2 separate regions of the Mus musculus genome follow, and region 1 is linked to region 2. A link is a contact called in public Hi-C data. All regions are on one chromosome and are shown on one strand. Each heading gives the region's core, a stretch centred on a gene start, on an enhancer-like site or on the middle of the called end of the contact. The rest is flanking DNA. Distances are from core to core; before and after follow the strand shown.

The links. A called contact is a pair of places that touch in the nucleus more often than the background predicts.
Region 1: a Hi-C map of cortical neurons shows a contact between it and region 2, with 4 times the contacts expected there. The contact joins two enhancer-like sites. A contact is called at or near these places in 1 of 15 datasets of contacts at CTCF or cohesin (large pre-B cells) and 1 of 484 Hi-C or Micro-C datasets (cortical neurons).

Annotation. Positions count from the first base shown.
Region 1 is chr7:138,007,354-138,012,000 of GRCm38.p6, forward strand. No RefSeq gene overlaps it. Among named protein-coding and RNA genes, the nearest start is that of Gm25798, 92 kb to the right of the region's middle. Within about 2 kb of position 1,423, at least 8 of the 459 cell types and tissues checked have an H3K27ac peak or open chromatin away from gene starts, as enhancers often do. A contact at or near this core is called in cortical neurons, where this site is marked.
Region 2 is chr7:137,475,586-137,480,412 of GRCm38.p6, forward strand. No RefSeq gene overlaps it. Among named protein-coding and RNA genes, the nearest start is that of Glrx3, 40 kb to the left of the region's middle. Within about 2 kb of position 2,881, at least 23 of the 459 cell types and tissues checked have an H3K27ac peak or open chromatin away from gene starts, as enhancers often do. A contact at or near this core is called in cortical neurons, where this site is marked.

The DNA.
Region 1 (4,647 bases), core at 173-2,672, 530 kb after region 2:
GCAAGTTAGCTGAGAAGACTATGTTTCTTATCCTCTTCCTTTAGGAAAAAAAAATGCATATTTAGTTAGGGCTTATCTTTTCTGTTGCCATGGGACTAACCAAAATGGGAGGACAGAGAAATGGGACAACAGACATGTGCCTGCTATAGGTGACAGGCAGCTCTGGGAACAGCCCACTGCCAAAGCCCCTGAATCCCTCAATCTCCTGTCTGCCCTGGGGTTCCTACCATTACCTAGCTCTCAGACTTCCCCTCTGATTTTAATATAGACCCTGCTCTTCACTCCCCTTTCGAGGTCGATCCATTCTGCTTCTGGCCCAAGTCTCTCTCCTTTTGCCTCAAGGTCATTCATCCACAGGTAGTTGACGTGACTTGTGAGATTCTCAGGGCAATTTCTTCAGGGCTTCTTGGAAGGAGCCGATGCCCACTATGTCCACTGGTAATACAGATGCCCATATCCTCAGATGCTCCAGGCATAGCATGTGCCTCAAAACCATCAGGTGTCCTTCCAACTGTCTCCAAATGATTCACTGTGTAGGGACTGTGCAAACTGCTATTGTACCAGATTGTTCAGAGAATAAGAAGAAAGTGTGTGTGTGTGTGTGTGTGTGTGTGTGTGTGTGTGTGTTTCTTGGAAAGGCAGCAGACTCCCCACCCCCACCCCGCATGAAGGAGCCAGCCTGAAGCATGCAGAGGGCTCAAGGAGCCCGGATCCTTGCATGCTGGAGAAGCATGGTTCTGTGTGTGACCAGTCTTAATGCACGAAATTGTCACGTTCTCTAGTGGGCAAGTGGTGGCCCTGAGAGTAGTCGCAGCACTATACTCCCAAACATGAATGTGACCTGATTTTCAAAGGGATCTTTGGTGATGAAATTAGGTAAAGTTGCTCATAACAAGAAGAGAGAGAGCCACACAGGAAGAGCCACCAGAGGCCTGAAACAGATACTGGAGTGGTGGTCCAGCTAAGGAGCCAACAGGAACTGGACAAGGCTTGGATCAGCAGGCACTCCTGGGAATGTCTATCAAGCACTCTGCCTACTCACTTCATACTTCTGTCTCCAGCGCCACAAGAGAGGATGTTTATGATGTCACCTACCCTGTGTGTGGCTACAGTGACCCAGGAGAGACAAACAGAGGTTTTAGGCAGTAGTCCTGGGATGACATTTTCCAACCTGTACTGGTATATCCGTTGCACTAAAAGACCTGTGTCCAGGCTCTGTGTCCACCCCATGCCACAGAGAACACTTCTCAGCTCCGTGGCCAGCATATCCACACAGTCCCCGAGAACCAGAGTCCTCCATGGGATAAGAATTCCCGCTGGGAAGCAAGGTTTAAATTCCCAGCTTGGAGGAGCTCCATGCCTTTGTTCTAGCTTTGCATTATCCCAGCCCAATTACCTATGCAAATCAGTTTGCATCTCTTTGGCATGTTTTCTTTCCTGTAAAAAAATGTGTAAATCTCCCTATGTGGGAGGCTGGAGGCAGAGCCATGCCAGAAGAATGCAAGTGACTTGCTTGAAATTCACCTTCTGAGTCCTAGAATCCACACAGAGCAGAGTGACTCCCAACAGAGGGTCTTGGAAGAAAAGTGAAGCATCCCTGTCAATCTGCAGCTTGTCAGTAAATGGTGCAAAGCTATTTCTGAGATGAAGGATGGCAGTAACTCAGAGTGCTGACACCCATAAATACTGCTGAAATTGCTTTTCTCAATCATGTACTTCCAAATAGGCATGAAGAGACTCAATTTCAACACAGGTCAGCTTTGAGCAGATGAGGAATATTGCCCTCCTATGTCCTGCCTCTGGGCACAACAGGACACCCTCCTACCACACATGAGGTACAAGAAGGAACTCAGTCACCACTGACTTCCACCTCCTAACACCATGTAAGGACTGAAAGCCTTTCTGGTTCCTCAACAGAGATTAGCAAGACCTTCTCTTCTTGTTCCTGATAGCTGTCACTTGATTTGTAAAATTTGGGGACCGGGAGACAATTTTTGCTTTTCTATTGTATTTGGGTCTTTTCCAGATCTGTTCTATTGCTTGCCTAAGTACCTGAGACTTGCAGGCAAGAGGTGGGCACTCCTTTAACAATGTTGTCATCTCAAAGGCAACACCCATTCATTTCATTCAATAGATGTTTACAGAGTACATGAAAGTCCTATCCATTCATCCATCTGTCCATCTTCTATCCATCCATCCATCCATCCACCCATCCATCCACTCATCATTCCATTCATCTACTTACCCATCCAACATCCATCCCTTCATTCATCTGCCCACCTATTTATCTATCATTCATCCATCTATTCACACATTTCTCAATCATATATTCACCTTCTGGCTACCCATCCATCTACCCTTCATCAACCATACATCCACACATACACTCATTTATTCATCAATCACTCAACAGCCCACCATTAATCCAACTACTCATACACTATCCATCCGTCATTCATCCACTCATCCATCCACTCACCCATTCATCATCCATATATCCATTTATTCACCCATCATCCATCCATCTGTTCATACATACATCCACCCACCATTCATCCATTCATGTACCCATCATTTATCACATTTGCTCATTCATTCAACAAATGGTTATTATTATCAACACTGTATTTTACACAGTGCTCCTTCAAGACCTTTGAATAACTTTCTGACAATGCTTCTACCTCCTCTTTGTCTACTTGGAATCTCCTCCACAAGACTCTAAGTCCCCAGTTTCTCTATGGCACTCCTCACATCTCAATACCAAAATGGGAGTCACAGGCTATAAGGTACAGCATAAGAACAAGACAGAGATGTGCAAACAGATCTGGAGCTGCAGGCAGGCAGATACTGAGTCCCCCTTTTTTTGCAACAAGTCAAGGGTTTCTGTGACTTACAAAAGTGAAGGATGGTTCTCAATCTTGAGTCAATTGTGTCCTGTGCTGGAGATAACTTGGGGTCACGCAGGACAGATCATCTGAGTGATTCTACCCATTCCACTGTCTCCATGGTCCATACTTGGATTTGACTCCAAAGTTAAAAAAATCAGCCTTGACTTTTAACTATGAAAAAAGATAAAGAGACCCAGTAAGTAGAAGCAGAGATGAGGAAGGAGCCCTCACAACAGCTTCACAAACATATAAGAAGCTAGCAGAGGAAGAGGGAGGGGGCAACAGGGGGGTGTGAAAGGGGGAGGGAGCTAGGAGTCTGGTGGGGAAGATGGAGCCTGTATTGAGTGTGCACCAGAGGCAGGAAGCTCATCACGTAGGACTCAGAAAGGCGAATCAGATATGGTGACAACGAAATGTTTCTCTAAGTAAGCTTCTCCACTGATGGACCAGCCAAAATGCCAGTGTGTGCTGGGACCCCATGCCTCACCTCCCAGTCTTCATCAGTTCCTAAGAGGCAACATTGGTAACCATTCACCCAGTGCGGAGGAGCTTCCTGGGTGAGGTGATTCTGCCAGTCCTACCCTGTGCTTAGACTTGAGCCTCATGTTCATGCCAGCTTTCTGATTATTCCTACCTTGGCCACCTCCTCACAATTACTACCACCTCCACTATGCCCACCTTCTCCAGCATCTTCATCTTCTCTAGCTTCTCCCATTTCAACACCTCTGCCCAACGCTGGCGTCTGAACCAAGTGGCCTGACCAGAACAGAAACCTCCAGCCAGAGGAGATTCCACTTCACCACTGGAATCAAGTCCACAGACCTGTGAGGAAGGTTTGGGGTGGCTTTGGAGCAGATGGTGGTGGCAGGACAGGATGACATCCATACTTTTCTCTGGCATCGTCTCAGGGAGACAGCTCTTGGGCATTACACATGTGGTCTAGTTCTTAGACAGGAACAGTTTCTGTGTTTCCTTTGACATAAACTAATATACATTTCATGGCATTCTTTAAATGCGAGGAGACATTTTTAAAAATCACAGGCTGCATTAATTTTCAAACAAACGTCCCATGTTGCATTTGCAGCCAAGGCAAATGAAATGCTAAGCGGGGCTGTGCACGCCACACTCCATGACAGTAAAACCAACAGGTTCTCGTGGCTGTCAACTCCCCTTTATCTATTTTCTTATAGAGGACTCTTAGGGTGTGGCTGCCATAGAGCAGTGTAAACCAGACCTTTGTGATCCCCCAGACATGTGCCCACTGACCTCCTGAGTGGGACACACCAGGGGCTCAGTGGGTACAGCTGTTAGCAATGCTGGCAGAGTTACTGTGCCGACCTGCTCCAGCCTTTGTCTGCTTCCATTCCTTCTGCCCGCAGCACCTCTTTTCATAACGTAGATCAAAGCTTCCTCTGGAAACCGTTGAGAACTAGCACAGCTGACAAGCCTCTGGAACTGCTTGACTTATTTTCTCAAAATGTAAAGCTGTGTATGAAGCTGAGGCTTGTGTGTGGCGAGCTATCCCCTGGGACAATCCCTCCTGGATCTTTCTCCTCATTATCATGTGTGATTTAAAGATTTCCAAACAGATGATGGTTTTTAAAGCAGATTATCTTTGTATAGATCCTCAGACTTATGGCAGAGAACTTCAAGTTTGCAAGGCCCAGATGTGATTTAGTAGGCCATTTGGGCTATACCTAGAGTTCTTTAGAAACTATTTCTCTATCCTTAATTTTGATAAAGAAACTCCACCCATCAG
Region 2 (4,827 bases), core at 1,631-4,130:
AATTCTGTCCTAACGTCAGTCCAAGTCCACAGTTGGCACCACACACACAGTCTGTCCCATGACGAAAACCACCAACACAAACAAGACAGCAACAGAGAAAAAAAACCCACCAGTATCTAAGCACATTCGTTCCTCACTCTGCCAGATGACAGTCAGACCTTTCTGGACTGTCCCTCACCCTTGGAACATCTTCCAGAGGTTGCAGCTTTCGGGGCCTCTGGACGTCTCCCTCCCGTGGCTACTGGGTCCTTACGGCCCACAGTGGCAGCTGCCAGAATACAGAATACCAGAACTGGGGAACCAGGCTGTGGGACTCGAACCCACAATCCCAGAACTGTAAACCAAGACACGAGGTGGGACCTGAACCCACAATCTCACAACTGAAAAACCAAGACATGAGGTGGGACTTGAACCCACGATCTCAGAACCGTAAAACTAAGGCATGAATTCATAAACCAAGACACAAACTCACAATCCCAGAACTGAAAAACCAAGACACAAACTCACAATCTCAGAACTGAAAAACCAAGACACAAACTCACAATCTCAGATCTGAAAAACCAAGGCACAAATTCACAAACCAAGACACAAATTCAGCGGTGCCACACTTAGACAACAGACAACATGTAAGACACACAGAAACAAACATACCTCCAAGGGGTCTTTCGGGGTTCCTGGGTGTCACACAGATCTCGGTGGGACCTCCAAATGAAAGAACCCAGTGGGGAAACCCCCACTCAATTCCCGATTTGGCGTGCACCCAAGAATCACGCTCCGGGTCGAAACGTATCTCACGCAGGAGACAGTGGATTCGACCTGCACAGTGATTCTTAAACACAGCACAAGAATGCTTAACTTGTATAAGGCACACTTGTCTAGCATAGCCTCTGTGGGAATGAACGGTGGGAATACTGCACTGAGTGGGTCTAGCTTGGTCTGCGTGCCCCCTTCACACTCTTCCTTTGGTGTGGGATGAGCAGGACACGGACTGTGAGTGGGTGGGTTGCTTCCGGTATCTTGGTGAAAGGGGAGGGTTAGTATAAACAAGACACGCATCTCACCAAAGTCGCAAGCTCTGGGGCTGCCGTGCTCAGGATGTTCTTGCTCTCTGCAACATCACTGCCACTTGATAGGGAGATGTGGTTGTTGAGCTGACACCTCTGCCGGGTGTAGCCTGTGGTTTCTTCACACCCTTTGACCACCGTCGGCCTTGATCCTGGAGTACTGTAACTGTCGTGTCTCTCAAGATACACAAGTGAGCTGTTGACTCCTCACATCCTGGGGGTAGGGTGAGGAGGGGCCTTAGGAGCCAGGAGACCCAGGGCCAAATCCCAGCTATACCACTTACCCTGTGACCTTGTTGGGTCTTGCTCTGGACCTGAGCTTCCATGCATCATGGTGCACTAGGATTCTATACTGGGATATGGTCCTACTGCCATCAAGAAAGCTCTGCTACCAAGCTGCTGCACCTATGGTGAATCTAGAAGTGAGACAGGAGGTTGGGGGCGACAGCATCAGAGTCCTCTGCGTGCACAGCCTGGGGATGCTCAGGCCACAGGCAAAGATTCTTCCCATCATGTGTCATGGTGGAGAATGGGCTAGCCTGCTGGGATCTTCTGTGGCTCTCTCCCTACACCTGACCAAGGAGTTCATGGACTCTGCATTTGACTGTCAGTGCCACTTGTCATGGGGGAAGCCTTGTTCAGGGATCCTTCCTGACAGAGCACACTTTATACCTATAGCTGGTTTAAAACAGCCAACACACATGGTATTGTCAGGCAGTGACCCAAGCACTCAATTCATCGGGAGTCACTGCTGTCTCAACACTACGGTAGAGGGGGGAATAGGTTAAACAAACTGCACAAGGTCACAGTACTTGGTGTAGCTGGGATTTGACCCTAGATCTCCAGCCATGCTTCCAATTGACCTCGTATCCCCGACAGGATGTGGAGTTATAGTCCAATTATGTAGCTTGAGGGGGAGGACAGTTGTAGTTCTCAAGGGTCCAGGTCAATGGTAGGTAGAGGATGAGAGGGGCTGGATCTTCTTCATTGGCATAAGAGAAGCCAAAGCTGAGGATAACTCTACAGAAGGTGGGGTGTGCACTTCCAGCAGCCGGGAGCATAGGCTTGAGTTCCCAAACACAGGACCAAACAGATGATCCCTGACCAGGCACCTCGACAGATAGCTACTACATGAATTAGAAAGTAACCCTCTGGGTGCTAGTTTCCCCCAGCGCTGATTGGCACCTCCTTTGAGTTTTGATCTACATTCTTTCTCCTCAAGGCCTTGGTATGCACAAGGGAGGATGCACAGCTGCAAGAAACCAGCATTGCCTGTGGTTTGAAGGTCTGCAGAGATGAGTGCATGCCCCATTAACACAGCCTGCTCCTGGAGCAGTAAGTTGGGAAATGGGCCACTCTGGAGGGCTCATCCCCACACTGTTGGATCCCCGATGGTCCAGGGATGTCCAATTGCTCCCTGTGTGGCTGCCTAGCTGGCCCAGTTCTAGCCTAGTTCTGAGATGTTAGTGTCAGGACAAGGTTGGATCCCGGCCTGACTGACTGGAGTCCCTGTCCTTGACTGTTGAAGGCCCTTGGTGTCCAGACACGGCTTGGGGGAGCGGTCACTCCTCAACCCCAAGGCGGGTAATGGTAGGCAATGCGGGCTTTCCTGTGCTAACTCAGCTTCTCTGTCCCCGATGTCTACTTGTAACTTTGCAGGAACTAGCCTGGTATCCTCTGTAGCTGGTCACCACTGGTCTATGAATGTCACAATCAGCTCCTGGCTGTAGGAGGCAGCGGCAGGTGGTGACCGTGTGTGTCCACGCGAGGTCGCTGCGCACCGCGGGCCGATCAACCGCGCAGTCTGCAAGAGCGAACTTTGGGCACCAGGGGGCGCGCGAGGACCAAGGTTAGCACAGCATGGACAGGAGTGCGGTGGTGGTGTGTCCCTCCCGCCTCGCCTCCGCGCGAGTCTTGGAACCGCTTGTTTTGAAATTCTACCTCCCTTTTTCCTTTACAGAGAAAGCGTGTGGAAAATCTAGGTTGACTAGCTGGGGAGCAGCGTTCACAGACCTGTGTGGCTGCCTCCTATTCGAATACCAGAGCTAATCCTCACCCCCACTCACCCTGCCCCCAATCTCCTGGTCCTTGGAAGCCACCTAGATGGCACTGCTGATTTGCACCCTGCGGGAGCCAGCATCCACCCTCTGGAGTGAAGCTTACCTGGTGGATAGCCATCAGCCTAACCTAGGCTTTCAGGTGTATATGTGGAACACCTCACCCCTATTCCCAGCTCCACTTCACAGAGGACACGCCATAGAATAAGGTGCCACAGTCTCATTGCATCATGAGATGGTACTGTCCCTATGATCTGTCACGGCCTGAAGAAGTTTGTGGATGTCTTCACGGTGACGCAACTCTCTTCCCCTTTCCATGCTGTGTTGCTTGGAGACAGTTCACACCTGAAGGGCAGGCATCTTTAGGGGGAGGTGCAAAACTGAGGTTCTGTTGGGAAAATTTTGGATATTCATCCCTTTACCCTGCTTATTCTTTTGTCTAGCCATTCGTTCATGTCAGGGGGTGCTTACCGGTATTTTATATCTGCTGCGGAGTTCTGCTCTCTGGGCACGATACGACCATGGCCGTCTCAAAATCATCAGCAGTTCCAACTATCTGCATAAGATCCTTGGCCACTAACATTCCCTCAAGGCTGGTGGGCCTGATAGGGTACGGCTCAGGAGGGTGTACTCGAGAGAAGGATATAATTGATGAACAGTTAGGGGCACTCTTCTTTGGAGGTGTGGCTGCCCATAAACTGTTCATGTTCCTATAAGTAACTCCAGTTAAATGTAATGATTAGTTAAGGTAGACGTTGGGGGTGTTGGCTCTTTGGTCTGTTGCTGGCACCCTGTCTGGAGGGAGATATCCATTTATCTCTCTCCATGCAAAGTTTAGCTACAATAGCCAAGGGAGTGAGGGAGGGAGTGGTCATGGAATGGTGGGAGGCGTGGCCACAGAAGGATGGGAGGCAGGGCTGGTGGTATACACAGGGGCCTCTGTGTGTGTGTGTGTGTGTGTGTGTGTGTCCCAATTCTAGTCTTTCTGAAACGGAATATTTCAAAGGAGAAACAAAACAAAACAAAACAAAACAAGACAGGTTTAGGATAAACCCTGTTGCCAAAACATACTGAGGATAGCCATTCACCGTAGCCTGGTCACTGTGGTAAGAAAGGCTGGGTCTGGGTGGCATGGTTGCTCTGGGTTTATCTATCCTTGGTCCTGGCCCTGTTCTATGTTCTAATGGCTATGGTCATGTCAAGAGTTCTCGGGACACAGATGTAGTTCCTGTTGGCATCCCCTATCAGCCTCAGCCAGTGCCCTTGCTCAGCGGACTCAAGCTGGGGGCCAGAGCTTTGCCTTCTGTTTTTTTTTTTTTTTAGTTTTTCAAGACAGGGTTTCTCTGTGTAGCCTTGGCTGTCCTGGAACTCACTCTGTAGACCAGGCTGGCCTCAAACTCAGAAATCCACCTGCCTCTGCCTCCCGAGTGCTGGCATTAAAGGCGTGTGCCACCACCGTTGGGCTAGAGCTTTGCCTTCTTAAGTGATGTCTCCACTGGGTGCTTCCTTAATGCCTATCACTGGCCCCCAAGAGAACCGACATGGACAGGGGCCGCCAGGGGCCCTGTAGAAACCTTTTCATCTGATCTGCCAGATGCTTGAACCTGTGTCGACAGAGTCATTTGTACGGCGCCGTCTCTGCTCTCTTGGGACACACCCTAGTCTCTTTGGATGGCCGTCTGCCCGGGGTGATGGATATAAGCTAA